3 separate regions of the Sus scrofa genome follow, and all the other regions are linked to region 3. A link is a contact called in public HiChIP or PLAC-seq data. All regions are on one chromosome and are shown on one strand. Each heading gives the region's core, a stretch centred on a gene start, on an enhancer-like site or on the middle of the called end of the contact. The rest is flanking DNA. Distances are from core to core; before and after follow the strand shown. Region 1 has its middle 150 kb from the start of ADO. Region 2 has its middle 180 kb from the start of ADO. Region 3 overlaps LOC106506022 (a long non-coding RNA gene).

The links. HiChIP or PLAC-seq counts read pairs in DNA pulled down with a chosen protein or histone mark.
Region 1: an H3K27ac HiChIP or PLAC-seq map of alveolar macrophages shows a contact between it and region 3. The contact joins two enhancer-like sites. A contact is called at or near these places in 2 of 5 promoter capture datasets (fetal liver and liver), 13 of 47 Hi-C or Micro-C datasets (adipocytes, blood, embryonic fibroblasts and 7 more) and 1 of 2 datasets of contacts at active chromatin or transcription factors (alveolar macrophages).
Region 2: a contact with region 3 is called in an H3K27ac HiChIP or PLAC-seq map of alveolar macrophages. The contact joins two enhancer-like sites. A contact is called at or near these places in 1 of 5 promoter capture datasets (liver), 16 of 47 Hi-C or Micro-C datasets (adipocytes, alveolar macrophages, blood and 9 more) and 1 of 2 datasets of contacts at active chromatin or transcription factors (alveolar macrophages).

What each region holds. Positions count from the first base shown.
Region 1 is chr14:66,124,083-66,128,214 of Sscrofa11.1, forward strand. No RefSeq gene overlaps it. Among named protein-coding and RNA genes, the nearest start is that of ADO, 150 kb to the right of the region's middle. Within about 2 kb of position 1,314, at least 5 of the 83 cell types and tissues checked have an H3K27ac peak or open chromatin away from gene starts, as enhancers often do. A contact at or near this core is called in alveolar macrophages, where this site is marked.
Region 2 is chr14:66,097,463-66,101,544 of Sscrofa11.1, forward strand. No RefSeq gene overlaps it. Among named protein-coding and RNA genes, the nearest start is that of ADO, 180 kb to the right of the region's middle. Within about 2 kb of position 1,824, at least 1 of the 83 cell types and tissues checked has an H3K27ac peak or open chromatin away from gene starts, as enhancers often do. A contact at or near this core is called in alveolar macrophages, where this site is marked.
Region 3 is chr14:66,297,743-66,302,418 of Sscrofa11.1, forward strand. LOC106506022 (a long non-coding RNA gene) reads left to right here. Exons shown (of 6, transcript XR_001300985.2): 5 at 1-336. Among named protein-coding and RNA genes, the nearest start is that of EGR2, 11 kb to the left of the region's middle. Within about 2 kb of position 3,054, at least 1 of the 83 cell types and tissues checked has an H3K27ac peak or open chromatin away from gene starts, as enhancers often do. A contact at or near this core is called in alveolar macrophages, where this site is marked.

The DNA of each region.
Region 1 (4,132 bases), core at 64-2,563, 180 kb before region 3:
TGAAGCAGTTTTCATTTTGAACTGCAGCTTCAAATCCTTTCTTTGGAAATTTACAGGGCAAAAATTCTAAAGAATATATTTTGAACTATGCCATTTTAAAAGCAATATATTCATTGCTTCTTTCCTATACATTTTGTAATTTGGCACTTCTTTATCATTTCTTGAAGTCCTGAAGGTTTAACTGGTTTCCCTCCAGTCTTTCTGTTTGTTTGTCTTTGTCTTTTTATAGGGCTGCATCTGCGGCATATGGAGGTTCCCAGGCTAGGGGTCAAATCAGAGCTGAACCTGCCGGCCTACACTAGAGGCACAGCAACGCCAGGTCCGCCGTGTCTGCAACCTACACCACAGCTCACAGCAATGCCGGATCCTTAACCCACTGCCCGGGATCGAACCCACAACCTCCTGTTCCTAGTTGGATTCATTAACCACTGAGCCACGACGGGAACTCCTCCCTCTAGTCTTAATACTCTGCCATTTGATGATGTGACTTGTGGTCGTATTCCCATTTTTTCTTTTGCTTTAAAAAATTTTTCTTAGAGTTTTAGACTTTGCCAATGTGAATCACTATCTTTCTGGGTTGAAAGATTCACATTACTTAGTTTCTCCTCAAGCCCTGACCTGTGCCCTGGATCATTTTAAATGCCTTTCTCTACATCCTTAGAAATCCTTCAATGTCTTCCATGGCTGCCATAGGTGAAGATATGCATGGCCATGTGCTTTAGGTGGAGAGTGCTTCTGTTGGTTTCCCATTTGCCTTCTCCAAACACTATGTTGCATGCAGCCCCTCACCTCCACATCGACCTGATTCCTCAGGCAAGGTCCCAATAGGCCTGGCATGGAGTAGTGCCTATGGTTCCTGCTGGGCCCTCTTGAGCAATCTTGGTGGTGAGACCCATGGACTTCCTCAGCTGCCTCCCAAGCTTCTGCAGAGGCAAAACTCAGGCAACCAATGAGCTAGAAGTATGGGTTGTGCATAGCCAGATCCCTGTCAGGAGTGATTCAGCAAGTGGTGACACACTGGCTTCTTAGAACTGGATTCTGAGAGGAAGGACAGGGATGGCCACACATGTGGCTTCACAGAAGTAGCCCAAGCATAGTGGAGTCAGACATGGTTCCACTGAACACTCACTGTGAAAACCTCTTTAATAATGATGGCCAACAATATTTATTAAGCTCTAATTATGTGATGTGTATACTGTGCAAAGTGTTCCTGCCTGCTTTATCTTATTTAATCCAAATGGTGCTTATGGCACAGATTTTACAGATGAGGAAACAGGCTAAGAACAATTAAGCAATTTGACCAAATCATATAACTAGAAAGTGATAGAGTCAGGAAATCCCCTAGATCTCTCTGCTTTCATATTCTCTGCCACAGAGCAAGTGAATTAAATTTTCCAAGCACAAGATACCTTGTTACCTTGTCTTTCACAGTAGGATATTAATACAACTATCTTGCAGTATTATTTCATATTTTCCCCTTCTCTGTCTTTCTCCCCTTTAATATATGTTGAGTTTCTATTTTATCTATACACCGATTTACATCTAGGTGACAATAGAGTTCACTAGCCAAATAAACAAAAGAAATTGTAATTTCAAATAATTCAGTAAGTATGCAAAATTTACTGGAAAGTATTTTGGAAGTCTCTCTTTAGGTAGTATGTGGGCCTTGACTCAAACGGGTCCTCAAAATGCATGTAAAGAATTCAAAACACTGTAAAACAACAGAGGTCCTTTCTCCACCACCCTGCACACACCCTGTTTTCGCACGTGGGGTATGAGAGCAGCTGGTGGAAGGGGCCCCAGTCTGAGCAAAGAGCAACTCACCAGGCACAAGTGGAGTCATCAGCTCTTGCCTGTGTCTTATTCTATCCAAAGCTCTGATGAAGAACTAGGTCGGAGCAGGTCCTGATGCAGTGGGCTGGCACCAGAAAGCAATTTGGAAGTGGCTTAAACCAGGGGGATGGTACAAAATGGCAGTCCCTTTCCATTTGAGAATTTAATATTCAAGATCTCAAGTGTTCAGGAGCATGCTGAGGAGTCTTAGGAGAGAGCAGGATGGGAGTTTGGACAGAGTGCATTTGCAGGGCCACCATTTGACTCATTCTCTCTTGAAGATAAGTGCATCTTGGCAGGAATGGATTATCATCCACTCCTGGTTGCCGATACAGAGGAACCCTTTAGATATGTAGACCCAAACCTGCTTATTACTAGGGGGTTGAGGAAGCCATCAAGGAGAGAAATAATTTGAAAGAGGAAAGCTGAAGCAGAAGTTGACAAGGGATGTTAATGGATCCTTGGGCACCTGGAGATGAGCCTGATAACGACTGGGGCTAGAGCAAGAGCCAATAAAATGTTTCTGAGCTCAACTCTCTATGCTTTGCTGCCTTACCTGATTATCTGGGTGATATTTCCACAGTTCTGCAGGAGAATAAGGGGACACTTAGTTGCCTGAAGAATAGATGTGTCCTAGTGGAGGTCATAGATTTGGACCACAGATTGTAAATCCTTTGAGAGCCCAAATCAGAGAAATGCATATTCAAAGTTTCTCTTCTTCCATCTGGAGGTGGAAGACTTCAAAGGGAAAAAGCAATCAATTCACAGTTTTGGAAGCACAATCAAATACGTACTAATGTATGATAATTTCACATTCATATAACAGTGGACAGCATCACCACTTATCTTCTTCGAGCATTTTGTCGACATTATCTGTATCTTTGCTTTACAGCTGGCAGCAGATGGAAACTGGAAGGAGAAGGCTTTTAAAAGCTGCTACCACCACCACCATCACAAAAACAATAAAAACTTAACGGACCTCTAGAAAGAGTAGAAGATAGAGGAAAGACTATGTTTTAGGCAGCCCTTAACTATATTTAGACTGTTTTCCACCAGTCTTTGAAGCTATCTTTTCCCAAGTGAGAATGCGGAGTCTTGGGGTGAAGGCTGGGGAAGAGAGACAAATAGGGAATCATAGAAGGTGGGGGGAGATGAAAAGAGGCATTATTTAGGGAAATATTCCTAGAACAGCAAACACACCCATATTCAATCTAACTTCCCTAAATGCCCCATTCTCTGAGGAGACTTTAGGGTCTCTGGGGTTACTACTGCCTTTTCAAAGGCCCATAGCCCTCTCTATAGTCCTCTATTCTTTTTTTAACTTTTTATATAATGATTATTTTTTTCCATTATAGCTGGTTTACAGTGTTCCGTCGATTTTCTGCTATACAGCATGGTGACCCAGTTACACATACATGTATACATTCTTTTTTCTCACATTACCATGCTCCATCATAGGTGACTAGACATAGTTCCCAGTGCTACACAGAAGAATCTCATTGCTTATCCATTCCAAAGGCAGTAGTCTTCATCTGTTAATCCCAGGCTCCAAATCCATCCCACTCCCAAGTCCTCTATTCTTTAATGAATTGAATTTCAACATCTGCCTTGGATTCTGAAATTCCCAAGAACAGAGAAACATGTCTTCCACATGTTTGTATTTCCTGTGCCCATCACTGAGCCTGACACAAGGAAGGGCTCCTGCATCGACCGAATGTGCTCTTGCCACATATAGGGCTCTCTCTGTGTGAATGGACCCCCTGGCAGGACTGCAACCTGTCCATGTGGAGCACACCTGTCCCAGGGGAGTGAACACTCTCACCCAGTTAGACCTTTTATTTTCCCTGAAGTTCTTTTCTACTAAGTTGTCCATCTTATTGGCATAGAGGTGCTCGTAGTAGTCTCGTGGTCCTTTGTATTTCTGTAGCGTTGGTTGTAACTTTTCCTTTTTCATTTCTAATTTTACTGATTTGGGCCCTCGCCTTTTTCCCTGATGGGTCTGGCTAAAGGTTTATCAGTTTTGTTTATCTTTTCAAAGAACAAGTTTCATTGATTTTCCTTACTATTTTCCTCAGCCCTATTTCATTTATTTCTACTCTGATTTTTATGACTTCTTTCCTTCTACTAACTTTGGCTTTTATTTGTTCTTCTTTCTTTAGTTGCCTTAGGTATAAGGTTAGGTTGTTTATTTGAGATTTTTCTTGTTTCTTGCGGTAAGCTTGTATCTCTATAAACTTCTGTCGTAGAACAGTTTTTGCTGCATCCCATAGGTTTTGGACCATTGTGGGTGTTTTTTGTT
Region 2 (4,082 bases), core at 574-3,073, 200 kb before region 3:
TTGTGGCTTAGCAGGTTAAGAACCCAACTAGTATCCATGAGGATGTGGGTTCGATTCCTGGCCTTGCTCAGTGGATTAAAGGATTCAGTGTAAGCTGTGGTGTAGGTCTCAGATGCAGCTAGGATCTGGCATTGCTGTGGTTATGGCTATGGCCTGCAACTGCAGCTCCAATACGACCCCTAGCCTGGGAACTTCCTTATATTGCACATGTGCACCCACCACCAAAAAAAAAAAAAAAAAAAAAAAAAAGAAGAAGAAGAAGGAAAGAAAAGAAAAAAGAAACAAGAAGCAAAGTAATGCATTTTGGAAGGCATGGTGTAATAAAGGCACACATGCCGAGAAATTTGTGAAGATAAGTGTTTTAAACTTAGGAGACAGGGCATAGCTCTGTAGCTAGAAAAGTCTAGAGGTAGAATTTTAGCAGACTTGAAGAAAGGGTAGCATTTAGAGAGGAGGAGACCAGAGAAAAGACAGTCTGGTAGAAGCAACAAAAGCAAAAAAAGCATGGTACCAGGAGAGTTTAAGGGGATGATGATTATTTATTAAGTGGAAAGCCAGGTGTCAGCCACCATGGAGCAGTCAGTATAAATGATGGGTACCCTTACCACCTATTAGAGCAAAAATCCACAACTGCAGGGGAAAAAAAAAAGCAAAGCCTCTATTATTCTTTTCCTACTTCCTCTGCTTTTGTCTCCTGACTCTCCCTTGGAGCTGAGTCTGGGTGGTGAGTATTGTTGGTTTTGTGTGGTGTTTGTGTGTGTTTGTGTGTGTGTGTGTGTGTGTGTGTGTGTTTTGGCTGCCCCAATGGCATATAGAAGTTCCCTAGCCAGGGATCAAACCTGTGCCACAGCAGTGACCCAAGCCACTGCACTGAATATGCTGGACAGATCCTTAACCCACTGCACCACAGCCAGAGCTCCTGGGTGATTATTACTGAACAGAGTTGGGCACACCTAAATATTTCTGGTGATTTCAGGCTAAAAAGTAGGAGCCAAAACTAACTTTCCTGCTTTTATTATCTATTAAAAATACCTGATTTTAAGCATTAAATAAGTTGCATTCATAATCAGTAACTTTGGTGCATCAAACTGTCAAAATACATGCAAACTATTAAACAGTTTCAGAAAAGGCTATGAAGACTAAATTTGTCATCACTTCACTCTTCAACTCCAGAGGCTGTACCCATAGGTGACTTCATGGGGAACACCTTACGGCAGTTTTATTTTAAGAGATGTCATAGAGGAGAGGACAATGCTTACCCAAAAGAATTAATTTCTCATGGCGGAATTTCACACCCTGGGGGTACCTAGGTGGGAGAGTTGGTTTAGGACAGGGATGCTTTCAAATACCACTAGATTCCAAGTAACTACTTTTCTGCCCAGAAGAGAGATTAGCCTTCTTTTGCCTTCTCACACATAAAAGACTAGCACTAGAACCTCCATTTCTCCTCGGACAAGTCATGGGGGCTACTGGAGATAGAATTTCAAGATCCAGATTCCTCCAAGAGAAAAAATAGTGTTAGCAGGTGAGCAAATTATAGTCACAGCCTAAGCACTGCTTCCCAATGGCTGGTATCTGTGAGGAGATGCTGCAATGACCTGGAGAGTCAAGGTGGCCCATTCAGAACTTCAGTGAGTTGTGCCCCAGCCTCCCTCACGCCAATGCAAGTTCACCTGGGCATGGAGCATGGCTGTTTGTACAGGCCAGTAGTGGCTGGGCTGCCATCATAATATTCATCTTCATCACAGGATACTGAGTGGGACATTTCCTGTTGCCTCAGAATTGTCCCAAACAGCAGGCATTCAGTATCCTTCCTTCTAGAGATTGTGGACAAAAGCAGAAGTTAAGAGAGTCCCCCACCAACTTACTAAACGTCTGTAGAACCAGCCCTATCGTCATCAGTGATGGTCATTCCCCCACCTCGTCCTACCCTGCAGTCCATTCCTTGTAGGCAGAGGCCTTGCAGGAGAGAGGGAATCAACAAGGGCTTCCATCAGCCCTGGGGGGATCCAAGGGCTTGCTACACAGCCTTGCAGGGACAGTGTCTATATGAGAGGCTGTTCCTATGACTCCAAGGGATTCACCTAAGATGTCATTAACGGTCAGTAAAAGGAAGTAAGGGGAGCACAGTTTATTGCAGTGATTGGGAAAATACTATTGTTCCATGTTAATATGTCATAAGATTCAGATAGTTCAATAAATTGGTTACAATCATAAATCCATCGCTGCACATTTTATTACATACATATCACATATCACCTGAATAACATGCGTGGAAGAACTCAGATGCAAATTCTTCTCAGGGCAGTATGCAGTGACCTCTTAAACAACAGTCACTTAGGGCCTTCTTCATCTCTTCCCCTTAACAAGTCTATCTTGGGTTCCTTCATTTATACTAAAGCATAAAGACTTTTAAAGTGAATATTAACTCTTTGAGTAATCATAGGAGGATTACAAGAGTCTTCTCGTTGTCTCTGAATCCCTAATTATAGGCTTTCACTAACATCCTGATGGTCAGTTCCAGCCTTGAGGGCAGTCAGCAAGTCTAAGTAATGCCTGTCAGAGCCACTGGGTGGCACCAGTGGGCCTGTGATGTGGGCAAGAGAAAGGAGGAAAGAAAGGAAAAGAAGAAAGGAGAGAGTCAAGATGGAAGGGTGGGGGTAGAGGGGGGAACCAGAGGCAGGGAGAGATGAAAGAGAGAAGAGAGGAAGACAGGGAGAAAAGAAAGACTAGGCCACAGGCAGCAACTGCCTCGTGTGGCCTCTGCAGATGTACCTGACACAAAACAATCAGCCCAGCATGTTTTGTTGTTCATCTGCATGTTCCCAGAACCTAGCTGTTGCTCTGGGTCTTTTGATTGGTGGAATGGATGCTGCTGCCCACCCCCTTCCCCCAAGAAAGAGGTCTTCCAGTGAGGAGGTTGAAGCAGTTTATGTCTGGACGTTCCACTTTATTGTTCCAGGATACTTCAGTTGAAAATTCAAGGAGTGCTGCCTCAGTGGGGTCCTCAGTCCATGGTCAATCTTTGCCTTGTAAAGAGACAAAGCAGGGATATCGGCACACATGGAGGTAAGATTACCCAGGGGGTGACCAATTTATTCCTCAAAGGCTGGATGGTAAATATTTTAGTCCTTGCAAGCTATGCAGTCTCTGTCACAGCTATTCAACTCTGCCATTGTCTCATAAAAGCAGCCACTAACAAAACACAATGGATGTGGCTGTGTGCCAATAAAACTTTATCATAAAAACAAGCAGCAGGTCAGATTTGGCCCCTGTTTTGCCTGCCCTTTGGTGCTTTGGTTCTAAAATAATCTTTCTGATTTCTCCAACCTTGTTCTTAACATCCAATTTGATCCAATGACACTCTTTTGGTACAAGAATATTCATTGGTTTCTCTCTGAATCTGTATTTGGCTGTATGATTTTAGACTATAAACAACTTGGGGAAACTTAAGACCCTACCTAGATGGTTTTGACTTGCCATAAGTATTCCATCTTCCTGTCTCAGGGAGTATTCATAGAGAAGACCCTTAGCTTTGAAATTCTCATGACATGTAGCTTCTGAAGATTCCACAAAGGAATAGATGAAGCAGTGTGGGTAAAACTGTAATTCAAAAAGATACATGCATTCCTATGTCCTAGTAGCAGTGTTCACAATAGCCAAGACATAGAAGCAACCTAAATGTCCACTTACAGAGAATGGATTAAGAAGATGTGGTATATAAACACAATGGAATACTATACAACCATAGAAAAGAAAAAATAATGCTATTCACAGCAACATGGATGCAACTAGAGATTATCACACTGAGTGAAGTAAGTCAGAAAGAGAAGGGCAAATACAATATGATATCACTTATATATGGAATCTGAAATACAGCACAAATGAACCTTTCTACAGAACAGAAAGTAACTCACAGACGTGGAGAACAGACTTGTGATTGCCAAGGGGGGGAACAAGGGAGTGGGATGGACTGGGAGTTTGGGGTTAGTAGATGCAAACTATTGCATTTAGAATGAATGAGCAATGAGATCCTGCTGTACAGTGCAGAGAACTCTATCCAGTCTCTTGGGATAGAACAT
Region 3 (4,676 bases), core at 1,804-4,303:
TCACCAAAGCTCATGCCACTGAATCACCAAAGCACATGCTGATTGTGTGGAGGAGCCAAAAGGTGAACCCAAGCAGTCTGACCCCATCGCTTGTGCTCCTAGGACCTACCCTAGCCTGTGACCTAGACAAGCCACTTAAGCTCTCTGAACCTCTTCACACTGGGGCTGGGCATGCCTGCCTCAACTGCCTTTGGCCAGAAACTAGTGGTGACTCAGATGAAAAGAACTAAAAAAAAAAAAAAAATGTCCTGAAAAGCAGGACATCCGCGACACATCTCACTGTTGTATCCTGAAGTGACAACAATTGTTTGGAATGGGGGACCTTCAATAACAGAGGTGAATGTAGATTGGGATGGGATAGGAGGTGACATTTATGATTCCAGGTCAGGGATAAGCCATCACAATGAACTTCTAACCTGTTTGCTTGCTGATCAGTCCTAAAGCCCTTCAAAGAGGCCTCTTTATCCGCCCTCATAGTGGAGGGTGGTCCAGATCTGTGGTCCTTTTCATCTGGAGGTGGGGTTGAAGTACGTGTCTACCATACCTTGGGGCCTTTGGAAAGAATCCTTGGCAGGTCTGCTTGTCCTGATGCTAATAACAGGCCTAGACACATGGTCATACTCCTGTTGGATCCTAATAATTAACTAGAATGCATGTTTCTGCTCAAGGATTGTTGTACCTGAGAGAATATTGTGGTTACAATGCAATCACCACTGGGTAGCAGAACAATTTCAATCAATGGGCTTGTAAGCACACAATCAGAGTCCCCCCACCCCACCTAGACACCTGGCAACTCCCAGCCTTTTAGAATTAGATTCCTTTTAAAAATATGATTATTTAGTCAACAGCCCATGGAAATGTCAAAAAGAGGAAAATGAGAACAATTTAGATCCTTTCTTCTCTCTGTTTGGATTTTATGAAACAAGAGACACCAAAGACATGACCAGAGTAACCGTTTTAGCCCCTTCTTCTGTTACTCAGAAATCCTAGGGACAAAAGACACTTTAACAGGAGACCATTTTTTCCCTTGATTTTCCTGTATTTCAGGCTTGTCATAAAAACTCTCTCATATAATGGCAACTTGGGAAAATGGTATCTGGAATCCCAATATAAGATATTTTAGGTTAAAACTGTGTAGTTGCAATTGAGCCAGAGTGGGCTTGACTCCCTCTGCTCTATGCAAGTTCCTTGGGGTCTGGAAGCCACTGCTGTGATGTTGGAGCCAGCCCACAACTGCCCTAGCTGGCACTGAGGCTGGGGCTGGGGCTGGCTTAGGTGAACTAGAGAGCAAGTGAATGTGTAAGGATGAGCCTGACTTGCTTTCAAAGATCAGGACAAGCACATGGTATTGAGTTAATCCATTTAGTGAATATTTATTGAGTACCTAGTATATACTAAGTACTATGCTGTATGCTTGGAATGTATATCAGTGAACAACACTCTTTGTATTTATAGCTTACAGCCACAAAATTTTTGTGAATTCCAAGAACTAAAAAAAAAAAAAAAAAAAAAAGGAAATCTCTTTAGCCAGAATCATGTTTAAGCCACGAACACTCAGGTACAAATCTCTCCTAAGTTCATTAGAGAAAAAATACCAAATTTGCTTTAGGAACACATTCTGGTGTTTAATATCTAGCAAGACATTCTTCAGAGATAGAAAACCCCTCGTTTTATTTTTTTGTCTTTTTAGGGCTGCACCTGCAGTATATAAAGTCCCCAGAGATCAAAAGGGAGCTGCAGCTGCTGGCCTACACCATAGCCATAGCAACACCAGGTCCAAGCTGTGACTTCACCCTACACCATAGCTCATGGCAATGCCAGATCCTTAACCCACTGAGTGGGGCTAGGGATAGAACCGGCATCCTCACGGATACTAGTCAGGTTCTTAACCCACTTAGCCACAATGGGAACTCCGAAAATACTCTTTTTATTCATTATTATTATTATTATTATTATTATTTTGTCTTTTTTAGGGCCGTACCTACAGCATATGGAGGTTTCCAGGCAAGGGGTCAAATTGGAGCTGTAGCCGCTGGCCTATACCACAACCACAGCAATGCCAGCTCCAAGCTGCATCTGTAACCTATACCACAGCTCACAGCAACACCGGATCCTTAACCCACTGAGCAAGGCCAGGGCTCAAACCTGCATCCTCATGGATGCAAGTCAGATTTGTTTCTGCTGTGCCACGACGGGAACTCCAACACTCTCTTTTATTATGCATTTTATTTTGTTGTCTCCTCAGGAGACATGAAAAAAGTTAATCATGATAGTGTGAGCAAGAACCAGGTGCAAGCTGGAATATAGCCCTCAATCTTTTCTGTCTCACATGGAAAAAAAAATCTGTTTCTGTAGCCTTTCCTTAAAATGTTTATCTTTTGATCCTGTCACCATCCACCTCAACTCCTTGATAAACTTCCAAATTTCTCACATTTCCCAGTGCCTGTAAAGCCTCAGAAGACATTTTATGGGCATTCACCCTTTCCAATCCCTTTCATGCACATTACTTCCTTTGGGCATAGAAATATAAGCCTGTGACAATGACAAGGTCATGTTGACCTTTCCTACTGCCCACAGAAGCCCTGTGAGACCCAGCAGGGCCAAGTGACTGACCTGAGTTCACCCAGGGAGTAAGGAGGCAGAGTTGGCTTTCCTCACCGAGTCTCCTGGTGCTGATGTTGAGAGCTCTAATGCAAAGACTGAACGACTGGTTGGGAAGGCCCAAGCATGTGAATGCTTGTGAAATCCCTGAGACACTCTGATGGCTGGTGGCCAATTAACATTTAGGTCATGTGCCTGTTTCCTGGTGTGTGCTAACCCTATTCTGTACCTCCATGTCATTGTCTCCCTAATGGGTAAAGACTGGGAGCTAAGCAATGACAACAGCCTGATCCTAGTCTTCTAGGTAATGGAGGGCAATTTGGGGCCACCAGCCTTGGGTCCAGCCCCTGTAGTCCTCATTTGTCCCATTTCTGTGAGGTTGGCAACTGACTCGCTGATTACCACCCTCTGGCTTATCAGCCTGTGGTGCAATCGGAAGAGATTCTCATCTGTGTGCGGTGGCTTCAGTGTGGTTGGGTATATCCTACTGGGGTGACCAGCCTGACCAGGGGAGGAGACAGATTCACCAACTTTATCAACAGAAGCCCTTGATGGTTTCATTCCCCCGACCCCCACCCCAAACTTAGCTAACCTGTGTCATAGTCTGCTCAAAGATGATCACAATAGTATTTTTAGTTAACATCTTTTGTGTTTGTGGCTAATATTTGGGCCATTTTAACTTGTTTTTCCAATGGGTAACCCTGCCCTCCTCTTTCAGTCTTGCCCAGGTGGTTGTAAGAGGGTCATAAAAACAACTGAAAGAGGAGTTCCCATTGTGGCTCAGCGGAAATGAATCTGACTAGCATCCATGAGGAAGTAGGTTTGATCCCCAACCTTGCTCAATGGGTTAAGGTTCCGGCACTGCCATGAGCTGTGGTGTAGGTCACAGACATGGCTCAGATCTGGCATTGCGGTCACTGTGGCGTAGGCCAACAGCTGCAGCTCTGATTTGACCCCTAGCCTGGGAACAATCCATATGCCGCTAGTTTGGCCCTAAAAAGACAAGACAAACAAAAACCAGAAAGAGCTGACTTGCAGACCCAGGAACTGGCCAGTGACTGTGCTTGTTCATCTTTGGATCTGGCTAATCAGAATCCTAGTCCTAGAATCTATAGCAAAACAATAACAACAACAAAGATAATGTCCTTTTACAAAGCGAAGTTTGATGATGAGCTGACTCTCTATTACAATTTTTAAAAAATTCATACTCCATACCACCCCCTTTAAGTCCTTACATGACCTGGCCTTGTTCTACCTTTATAATCACATCTTCCTCTTTCCCAAACACTCACCATGCTCACCTTGCTTCAACATCTCAGGCTCCTTCCCATCTCAGTCCATGCGCTCACTCCTCCCTTTGTCCAGAATGGTTCTTGCCCCCACCCTTTGATCATCCCAGGTCTAGTCCTTTAGCTGTAGACCAAGTGTTTGTGCCTCCCCCCGACCACCACCCACTCAAGTTCATGTGTTTGAAACCCAACTCTCAATGCGATCATATTAGGAGGTGTGGCCTTTGGGCAGGGCTTAGGTCATGAGGTCAAACCCTCACAAATGGAATTCGTTCTGTTATAAGAGAAACCCTAGAGAGCTCCCTTCCCCTTCTACCATGTGAGGACACAGTGAAAAGACAGCCATCTGTGAACTAGACCAGAAGTGGTCTAGGTGGGCTCTCAAGAGACACTCATCTGTTGAGATCAGAGGGCTCTCACTAGATCCCGATCTATTGGCACCTTGATGGGGGGCTTCCTAGCCTCTAGTAGTACTGTGAGGAAAAAAAATGTCTATTGTTTATCAACTACCATGGCATTCTGTTAAGGCTGCCCCAAAGGACATCTTACTCCCACCTCTGCACAAGCCTTCCCTTCCTGGCCTTGCCCGCTCTTCCCCAATCACCTTGTCCATGACCGTGCACTGTTCTTGGTTCTGAGCATACACAAGGGAAAGGATCACAGCTGTCTTGACCCTCACTGTATGTCCAGAACCAAGAACAGTGCTAGCACAGAGGAATGTGAAGCAAGTGCTTGCTGAATGAAAGGAAGGGATGAGCAATAATCAGCAAGTTTGGGGATTCACTG